Linked DNA regions of Hordeum vulgare: region 2 is linked to region 1. Evidence: chromatin contacts called from public Hi-C data. All regions are on one chromosome and are shown on one strand. Each heading gives the region's core, a stretch centred on a gene start, on an enhancer-like site or on the middle of the called end of the contact. The rest is flanking DNA. Distances are from core to core; before and after follow the strand shown.

Region 1 (4,613 bases), core at 1,494-3,993:
TTCAGTTGCTTTCCTGCATCAGAAACAAGAATTTTGGCATGGATATTTCTAGTTTCATTTCAGCTATGTAAGAGCCAGACAAGAGAATGGCAATGAGGATGCCGGTTTCGCGGAAGAAAACTCTCCCATCTTGGTTAGTATCGGTTGTATATATACCCTCGCTCAAGTGTTCAGAAATAAACAAATGCAGCCAAATGGCAACTTACTATCAGATACAGGAAGATGGTAAATTATGGCTGAAAACATATGAAGCATGATTGAATCCAAAACACAGTTACAGCGTCGGTCGGCGGCGATACAAGAACAAGAGTGAAGAGAAGCACGCTCACGTGGCGTCTCCTGGGCCTCTCCGTCTACCCAGCTCGTCAGGCACTTGATGCGTGCCGCTCGACATGGAGCAACCAACCGCAAACAGCATTCATCCCCAGTCCCCAGAGCAGGTAAAAAATCAGCAAAGACACCCGAGACCGAACGAAATCCGACGGCACTTTTCTCAGTCACAGCCGTCGTCGCAGCTGCAGCGGTCTATTTACTGCAGGAATCCTTCCTTGTGTCCGGCGACGACAGAAAGCACGCACACAGTCGCTGCTGCCCGCAGCCTGCAGCCGCTTCATTTCCGGAGATTCCTAGGATGATCAAAGGCAGGAAGACTGCACACACACACACTGCCCGCCCCCCTGTGCTGTGATGCAGCAACAGTGGCGAATCATGCACACGAGAGGAGCAAAGGAAGCTCAGCTCAGCTCCTTTTCCTTTACAAAAACCTCCGCTTTCTCATTGGCGGGTTCGTGATGAGAAAAGCTTCCATCTGTGGCGCCCTCAGTTGATTGATCCCTGGTTATTGTGAGGAGGAGGAGGAGGAGTAGGGCATATGTGAACAGCGCCGCATTTGGGGGATTGGTTGATGTCGATTTATCTTCCCTGGATTTTAGTGGGTGACAAGTGTACCGGCTGTGCCAATGCCGCTAGGAGGAGGGAGGAGGAGTACTGGTAGGACGCCTAGGGTCATCAAGTCACGTCGGGCACAATCATTACTGTTCCTTGACACGACAAAGGATGGGAGGGGAGAGGACCAGACACCACGCACACAGTGATGAGAGTTAAAGCTGGGAACGGTACACGCTACCGGGCAAAGGAATGCAGCACTCCGAGGAGAAAAGCCCTAGGATCTAGCGTCGCGAAAGGCCATGCCATGCCATGCACTGTCCTAGAGGTACTCCTACCTGCCACTACTATCAACGCAAAGTTCCATTGGGCAATGGATCCAGTTGCCTTCTAATTCCATGGAGTAGTACTAATAATGCAACAGAAATTATTGGAGGTTATTAGAGCTAAACAGAAGCATGAAAGTGATGGTAGACGAACGAAACGAAACGAAACGAAAAGATGCATATGGCTATGTGCTACTAGTAGCTTCACCCATAAAGAAGAGAGAAAGAAATCTCAGGATATCTGCTGCTAGGTGAATTATACTCCCTCCATTCTTAAATATAAGTCTTTTTAAAGATTGCACTAGTGGAATACATACGGATGTATATAGACATATTTTAAAATATAGATTCATTCATTTTGCTCTGTATGTAGACCACTAGTCAAATCTTTTAAAAGACCTATATTTAGAAACAGATGAAGTAGATTATAGATAAGCAAGAATCCTGTGGCGGGGAGGGTCTCGTAGCTTTTGCTTTGATGGACTTGACGGGGCGCCATCAGGATCAGCACTACGGCCGCTCTAGTCACCACCAGAACCCTAGCCATAGGGAATTGCCATGCCATCATCATTTCCCCCGAGAGGGAGGCCCACCTCCTAGCCTCCTACCACTACTACAACCCTGACGAACTGAAATAACTAAAACAAAACCGGATGTGGATCCCACTGTTACTTTCTTATGAAAAGAAAGCCCAACCCAAAAGAAAAGAAAAGAAAAATAATCGCACGCATATAGACGACGAAGGTACTGTGCCAGAGTAGGGAATACAGTGGCATGCTTACTTGGAAAAGAAAAAGGAGGCATTCAAACTTCAAAGCGATGGCTTGGGAACTAGGAGTAGTAGAATAAGCGCTTTGCTTTGGTACTTGGTACGTACGTGTTCTTTTGGTAGTATTTCCATGCTTGGGTCCGAGCCACTTTCCCCAAGCCAGCCCCGGGAATGCCTCTGCCTCGCCGATCGTTCCATCCGTCCGTGTATGGAATTGGAATTGGAATTGGAATTGGAATTGGAATGGATGGACCGATCGCTTGTGGCCCAACCTCTCTTCTCTCACAGTCTCGCTTTGGCATCCGGCATCCACATGCATGCATGCATGGAAATGCAAATGCAAATGCTTTCGATTAGTAGAATAAAGCCAAGGTCAGCTTTGGACGAGCTTCTTCCGGTTGCATTTTAGGCCAGCATCGCGGCCGAGGAGAGTGTGCTCGTGTCCCTGTTCGGACCGCATCCATCCACGAATGTCATTGCACTTTCATACGTTTTCATCCCTGCTCGGGTCGACGTGGTGAAAACCGAGAACACTGGTGCGCTTTGCTAGTTTACGGGCATGCAAAGGGGAGATGGCGGTGGGGAGAACCAATGGCACCTACCAATACCATTTCGAGACGCTGCCCCATCCATCCATCCCCATGCAGCCCCATGGAGCAATCAATGGACCACGCATGCACTGCCCCGCCCCAATCCCAAGGGCTGCCCATGGCCCTCCCCTCCCCTCTCCTCTCCTCTCCTCTTCTATCTAGCCATCCATCCTCGGGTCTGGTGTCCTAGCTGCGTACCCACCACTCCGGATGCAAGTTCGTTTTGGCACCCTCCACACCACTGCCCAATGCAAACGGAGAAAGAAAAAGAGAAGGATGGCGTCGTGTTTGACCCTCACCCCACACAGAAGAGAAAAGAAAAGAAAAGAGGCCGTCCTTTCTTCCCCATTCTCATCGTGACGCTGCTACAGGCCACAGAGAGGGAGAGACGCCATGGACCATTCCGAGCCTGGACCATGGATGGATGGTCATGGTCCTGCGTGCCCCTATCTCTGCGCCGCCGCCCTCGCTACAGCACACGCGGGCGTCCCTTCTCGCGCCGGCCATGCCCGATTTTTATTTATCTACTGTGTCTATCTACGCCGCTGCATGCAGCTCTTGGTTCATCGTAGAAATGCATCCTCGTCGTCGTCATGATGAGGCCATGGCCGGAGAAAACGGTGACCGCGGGATTCACGCGGGCGGCGGGCGGCCTCTGACCGGCGGGGACCTGGCCCGGGAGGGCTTCAATGTGCCGTGCCTGGGGTAGGTACGGCAGTTGGTGAGGCTGGGGCCACCGACAGCCTCAGGCTATTGTTACAGTAGCGCAGCAGCAGCTAAGCTGCTCTCACTAGCCTAGCCGTAGCCCGGCCTCCATCCTACCCTGTCCTAGCCAGGGGTTGCCCGTAACATGCGGTTAATCATGCATGCACGTCAAAGCTGTGAGGAAGCGCGCGGGGCGGCCGGCGGCACGGCGTCGACGTACAGTGGCGGTAATGGGAATGGGGTCGCCGGGTGCAGGGCGGCCGGCTGGACCCTGCCCCGGATGGTCACCATCGGCATCGGCACATGTTGCTTGGACCGGCCTATGTACTACTGGTGAGACGGGCGTGGCGTCGCCGGGCACGACACGTCGGCCGGTCCGCCCGCCGCGGCGGCCGGTCCCTCACGTCCTGCCTGCCTGCATGCATGCAGGCGCGGCAGCGGTACGTGCTTCGTACGCGTAGGTCGTGGTACCGCCGCGGCGGACGGTGGGGGTCCTCACCGGCGGGGAAACACGCGCAGGAAAAAGGAAACGAAACCACTGCTTCTCGTGGTTAATTTTACTGGCAAGTGGCGCTGTTTTTTGCCTTCTTCGTGGAGAAAGTCGCCGTCGTCGTCGTGGTGTTTAAGCATGTTCTACCGGTTCCGGCTTAACGGGTTTGCTTGACAGCTGCCGCCTGGTTCCGTCGACTGTTGGGTCGTCAGACCGTTTGGTCATCTCATGTGCAGTAGGGGTGGTGTGGATTGATAATGGCGAGCATATGCCGCTTGCAGCTGTTTAAGGACGTGCACTATGGCGCTAGCACGCTCTGCGATGAATAGGCCGGGCTGTCGTGTGGCCGTGTCGACCGTCGAACTGGATCAGATGAAAGCCAAGACGGGCGGTTGATTGGGTAGTGCCACGAATCGGCTGCGTCACGTACATACGAATGAGACCGATAGGTTCGGGGTAAGAAACACACGCACGGGCACATCGCCCCCGCAGCCCGGACTGCACGATCCATGCCTACCGCCGTGCGCCTGCGTACACACACACACCTCCGCCGCTCGCTCCGGTCACCGTGCCCGCCGCGAGGCTGGAGGTAGGTACGTCCGTGTGAAACGCACGGCCGTTCGTGGACTCGAGCACAGCCAAGTACGTACGTACGTACGTACTTTGCCTCGCCGCACAGTGCCGCGCGCTTTTCCAGCCCCGCTCTGACGCTGCGTTTTGTTGACGACGGTGCCACTGCCACCGCCAACAACCCTGTCACTCATGCCTCGTTTGGTTAATGGGATTGGGAAGGTTTTAAAAGGTAGGAATTTCAGTGGATTGGGTGGTGAATTTCTTTGTTCCACCCA
Region 2 (4,613 bases), core at 1,283-3,782, 120 kb before region 1:
GAACACCGCTGCAACTACCTCATCGCAACACCGGTGCTTGCTCTCCATACCCGTCACTGACCTCACAACATCTCGTCGTAGTACTTCTTCGAAGGACGTTGCTACATCGCCGGCTCGTCGGAGTGCGGCCCGTAGCTTGCAGCACAATGGGGTCCCTACTCCCTACAGCTCCACCTCCAAGAATGGCACAGCCTCTCGCAGCGTGGCTTGAAACCTCACTGGTGTCGTGGGATTTGATTAACCGGTTGTGAGGAAGAGGGAGAGCTCGCATCTTCATGGAAGCCACAAGAGATAAGGAAGGAGATGAGCAAGTGGGGAGGAGATATGGATGCACAGCGGGCTCGTGGGTGGGTTCCACAGGACCCGTGTCACATAGACAGGGTGGCTGTCTATGTTAAAAATACACCTTTTTTCGGTTGAAAACAGAGATCACGGATATGAAAGATCGGACGGCTCAAAAGAAACAGAGTTCACGTATACTCCTGCTGCCAAACGTTGAAAGCCTTCTCTAGTCGAAAGAGAGAGAAAAAAGAGATTTTCCAAACCCTAACATCTCCTCATGGACGACGGGGGCGACGACGGCGGCCTCAACTTCGATTTCGAGGGCGGTGTCGACACGGGCCCAACGGTGGACGGGCTAGCACCGTCCTCGACCGACGCCAGCACGACCAGCAACGGCGGTGCGGATGGGGGTGGGCACGGGTGAGGCCGCGGGCACGACAGCTATAGGTAGACAGTGTGCCGACAGTGCCAATGTGCGTCATCCATGATTTAATATAGGATTAAAGCAATATGTAGATTCTTAGAGTTTGTGCTTAGGGAGGAAACCGACCATTCACCCCCACCTCATTGGATTGGTCCCCCCCCCTCTCAACGTATATGTCCCTCCTTATATCTTAGGGTGTCGTTAGGGTTTAGGTTTTATTCAGTTATAAATAAGTCCGCCATCGTTACGACTTTTTGTAATCTGGCATGTTCAACAACTTCCGATGAACTTTTTATCGGATCCCAGCACAATCGATCTTCAACCATATATGCAATATTTAGATTGATATTTATGATTCTTGCTTGTTCTTGTTTGCACGCATGGATATGACCTTCACGCTCAAATTGACTATGCCATCTGCATCATGAGTAGCAAAGAGGAGATTGATGTAACGATTCCCAAAACATATAACCTAAGTGTGTGGTGTTGTCGGGTCCTCGAGGTCATTTTTTGCTCAAGTGAACAGAGTGCCTCTCATTGAAAGATATGGTACCGTAGCACACATCAGGGCTTTTTTTAGTGAACACTCTACATTGATTTTTCATTTATGTATGGCTTGTTAATTATGGCAATTTGATTGCTCTTTTGTTGACTTGGTTTGATTTTAACATTTGTACCATGTATGCTAGTAGGATCTTGTGCAACCTTATACATACATTAAATAATTGTCTCAACGATGGCGCTCTTCTTGGACAATTTGAGCTTGGCTTTCGTAAGACCCCTTATTGCTCGAATGCTTACAACCGTATAAAGGGTCGGAGGGACCTTTCTCAACTATTTTTTCTCTACATAAAGATGGTGTCCTCATCCTTCGTGACATGAGCTCTTCCTCCGCCGGCCCTTCTCCACCGCACTTTGTCAGAGAGAAAGGATGTTGCAATTGTATTGCGTACGAATGAAAGACATTGTGTGCAGGAGTTTGATATCGTAATGATGTAATTCAGGATTTGACCTTTGTGCTCAAGCTGCCTATGCCATCTACATCATCGGTAACAAAGAGAAGGTTGGTTTAACAATTGCCAAGACACACTAGCCAAGTGTTTGGCGTTTGTCAGGTCGTCAAGGTCACTTTTCGCTTAAATCATAGGAGTCCCCCCATCTAAAGATATGGGAGATAGGGCTACCATAACACACAACAGGGCTTACTTTTTACTAGACATTCTACATTGTTTTTATTTATGTATGGCTTGTTGACTTGGTTTGATTTTAACATTTTTATCATATATGACCTCGTGCACTCATATTAAATAATTTTTTCAACACAAAGGGTTTTTTACACAATGTCTTTGAGTTTTTTTCACAAGATTCTTAATTGCTCGAATGCTTGCAACTATATAAACGGTTGAAGGAATCTTTCACGAGCTTTTCGACCTTTTCTTCTCTACAAAAATTTGTTGTTCTCCTCCTCCACGTCAATAGCTCTTCCTCTGCTCCTCCGCCGCCCCTTCTCTACCGAAGAAGGATGTTGCAATTGTATTACGTACGGACGAATAAACATTGTGTGCATGTGTTTGATGTCGTGATGATGAAAGATTCATATTATCACCTTATAAAATGATTATTAATGATAGTAGATACGACAGGTTGATCAAAAATATCTTTTAAGCGATATTTGTATTTGGTATGGGCATAATACTAGTTGAAAATATCGCCTACCACGCCTTAAAAAAATACGCCTTTTTCGGTGGAAAACAGAGATCACGGATATGAAAGATCGGACGGCCCAGAAGAAGCAGAGTTCACGGATACTCCTGCTGCCAAACTCTGAAACCCTTCTCGAGTCGAAAGAGGGAGAGAAAAGAGATTGCCCAAACCCTAACCTCTCCTCATGGACGACGGCGACGGCGACGGCGGCCTCAGCTTCGATTTCGAGGGCGGCCTCGACACGGGCCCAGCGGCGGGAGGGCTAGCGCCGTCCTCGGCCGACGCCGGCGGGACCGGCGGCGGCGGCCCGGATGGGGGTGGGCACGGGCGAGGCCGCGGGCGCGGAAGCTACAGGCAGACGGTGTGCCGGCACTGGCTGCGGGGGCTGTGCATGAAGGGCGACGCGTGCGGGTTCCTGCACCAGTTCGACAAGGCCCGCATGCCCGTGTGCCGCTTCTTCCGCGACTACGGCGAGTGCCGCGAGCCGGATTGCGCCTACAAGCACTCGTACGACGACGTCAAGGAGTGCAACATGTGAGATCCCTAATCCGCTCCGATCCGCCCAAAGCTCTGTTTTTTTTTAAAATTTGGTCGGGAGGTAGTTAATTTCAGTCATACTGATGGGTTTCTTCTAGCTCTTGGAGACGCATGACTGGTCAATTTTGGTCAGATTTGGCGATTGCGATTTGTTAAATTGGGAATCTACCTACTTGGGTGCTCATTTCATTTGTTGATTGAGGAATTTAGGCTTTGATGAAGATTGCTGTGACCAATATCCGTGGACCAGTCTTCAATTGTTATCCTGTAATTCAGTTCAGTCTGAGTGAATTTAGTGTCTACAATGGGTTTTTGGTTGCTGCTGGTTGAACCTGATGACAGCATACATATGTCGAAACACATTGTACATGAAGTTGGTTGCAACAGAGAATGACCTGGTATAACTTGTAGACCATGGGCGATGCAAGATACTAAATCAAATGTACTGTGACACTAATTATCTGTTTTTGCGTAGTCATAGTGTATTGTTTAAATGTAAAGAAATGAGTCTTTATGGGCATCCAGCGAGTCTGACGTTGTGTATATCATGGTCGTTTGCAGGTATAAGATGGGATTTTGCCCTAATGGCCCAAATTGCCGGTACAAGCATGTCAAGTTACCTGGACCACCACCTCCTGTTGAGGAAGTTCTCGCGAAGATTTTGCAGATGCGGTCTTCCAATTTCAACAAGTTTAATCAGCACAGGAACAATAATTATAATCAGCAGGGGGACAGGCCTCGACCTCCACCTGCTTCAGGCTTACCTAACCAAAATTCGACAGACAATGCCACTGCTTCAGCAATGCAACCAGCTGCCGGGCAACAAGCTCAAACAATGAATCAACAGCCCCAACAGAAGCAGCAGCAGGTGCAGCAGCAGAAGCCAAATACAAATGACCAGGTTCAAGGTGTTCCAAATGGCTCCTCTAATCAACCCACCAGACTTGCAACACCCCTTCCGCAAGGGTCATCTAGGTGTGTGTGGAGTTTCTAGTCAATCTTGTAAAGCTTTTAGCATACAATGTGAAAACAATATACATAGTTTCAGTTCCCATAGCATATATATCATAAAATAGACACATTATGTTATATGTTCTGACATTTGATAACAAAGTGTACATTAGGAGCATGCCTCTGCAGTTCCTGGAGGAGTAGTGTGATAATTGACATATGGAACGTGCACTTCTATAGAACTCAACTATGTATCTCTTTGAGTTATTCGAATACTTTCTATGAACGCCTTATAGTTTCTCGCTGACTACATTATTTATGTATTTGTTCTAAAAGAATACTGTATTTATGCGTTTCAGTTTTTATCATCTCTAGGTGATGTGCTCTAGTACTTAAGCAGCCAAGATTTCGCACAATTATGTGATACTATAGTTGCAAAACCATACAGAACAATTGACATAAGTAAATCCAAATGTGTGTCAATGGTTGTATTTGGGGTTACTGTGTTCGTGAATACAGTACTACAGGTTGACCTTCTACTATTCGATGGTTTGCTCCGTAGTCATTTTTCAATTGTTGATGCTCATCTTATTCGTATGGATATATGATCCCAGTACTTATTATCTGATCTATTGTTATGGTTAAGGGATAATGATGCACACATATTTCGTAACTCCATCACCCACACCACGATGTTTCCTCTGTTAGAAGTTCT

The links. Hi-C and Micro-C count contacts between places; a contact is called where the count stands out from the background.
Region 2: a Hi-C map of seedling shows a contact between it and region 1, with 2.2 times the contacts expected there. The contact joins the promoter of LOC123407783 here to the enhancer-like site in region 1. A contact is called at or near these places in 2 of 6 Hi-C or Micro-C datasets (leaf and seedling).

What each region holds. Positions count from the first base shown.
Region 1 is chr7H:592,167,176-592,171,788 of MorexV3_pseudomolecules_assembly, reverse strand. No RefSeq gene overlaps it. Among protein-coding and RNA genes, the nearest start is that of LOC123412954, 14 kb to the right of the region's middle. Within about 2 kb of position 2,743, at least 2 of the 3 cell types and tissues checked have open chromatin away from gene starts, as enhancers often do. A contact at or near this core is called in seedling, where this site is marked.
Region 2 is chr7H:592,291,179-592,295,791 of MorexV3_pseudomolecules_assembly, reverse strand. LOC123407783 (zinc finger CCCH domain-containing protein 45) reads left to right here and starts at 2,532. Exons shown (of 7, transcript XM_045101000.1): 1 at 2,532-2,944; 2 at 3,509-3,922. The coding sequence starts at 2,595.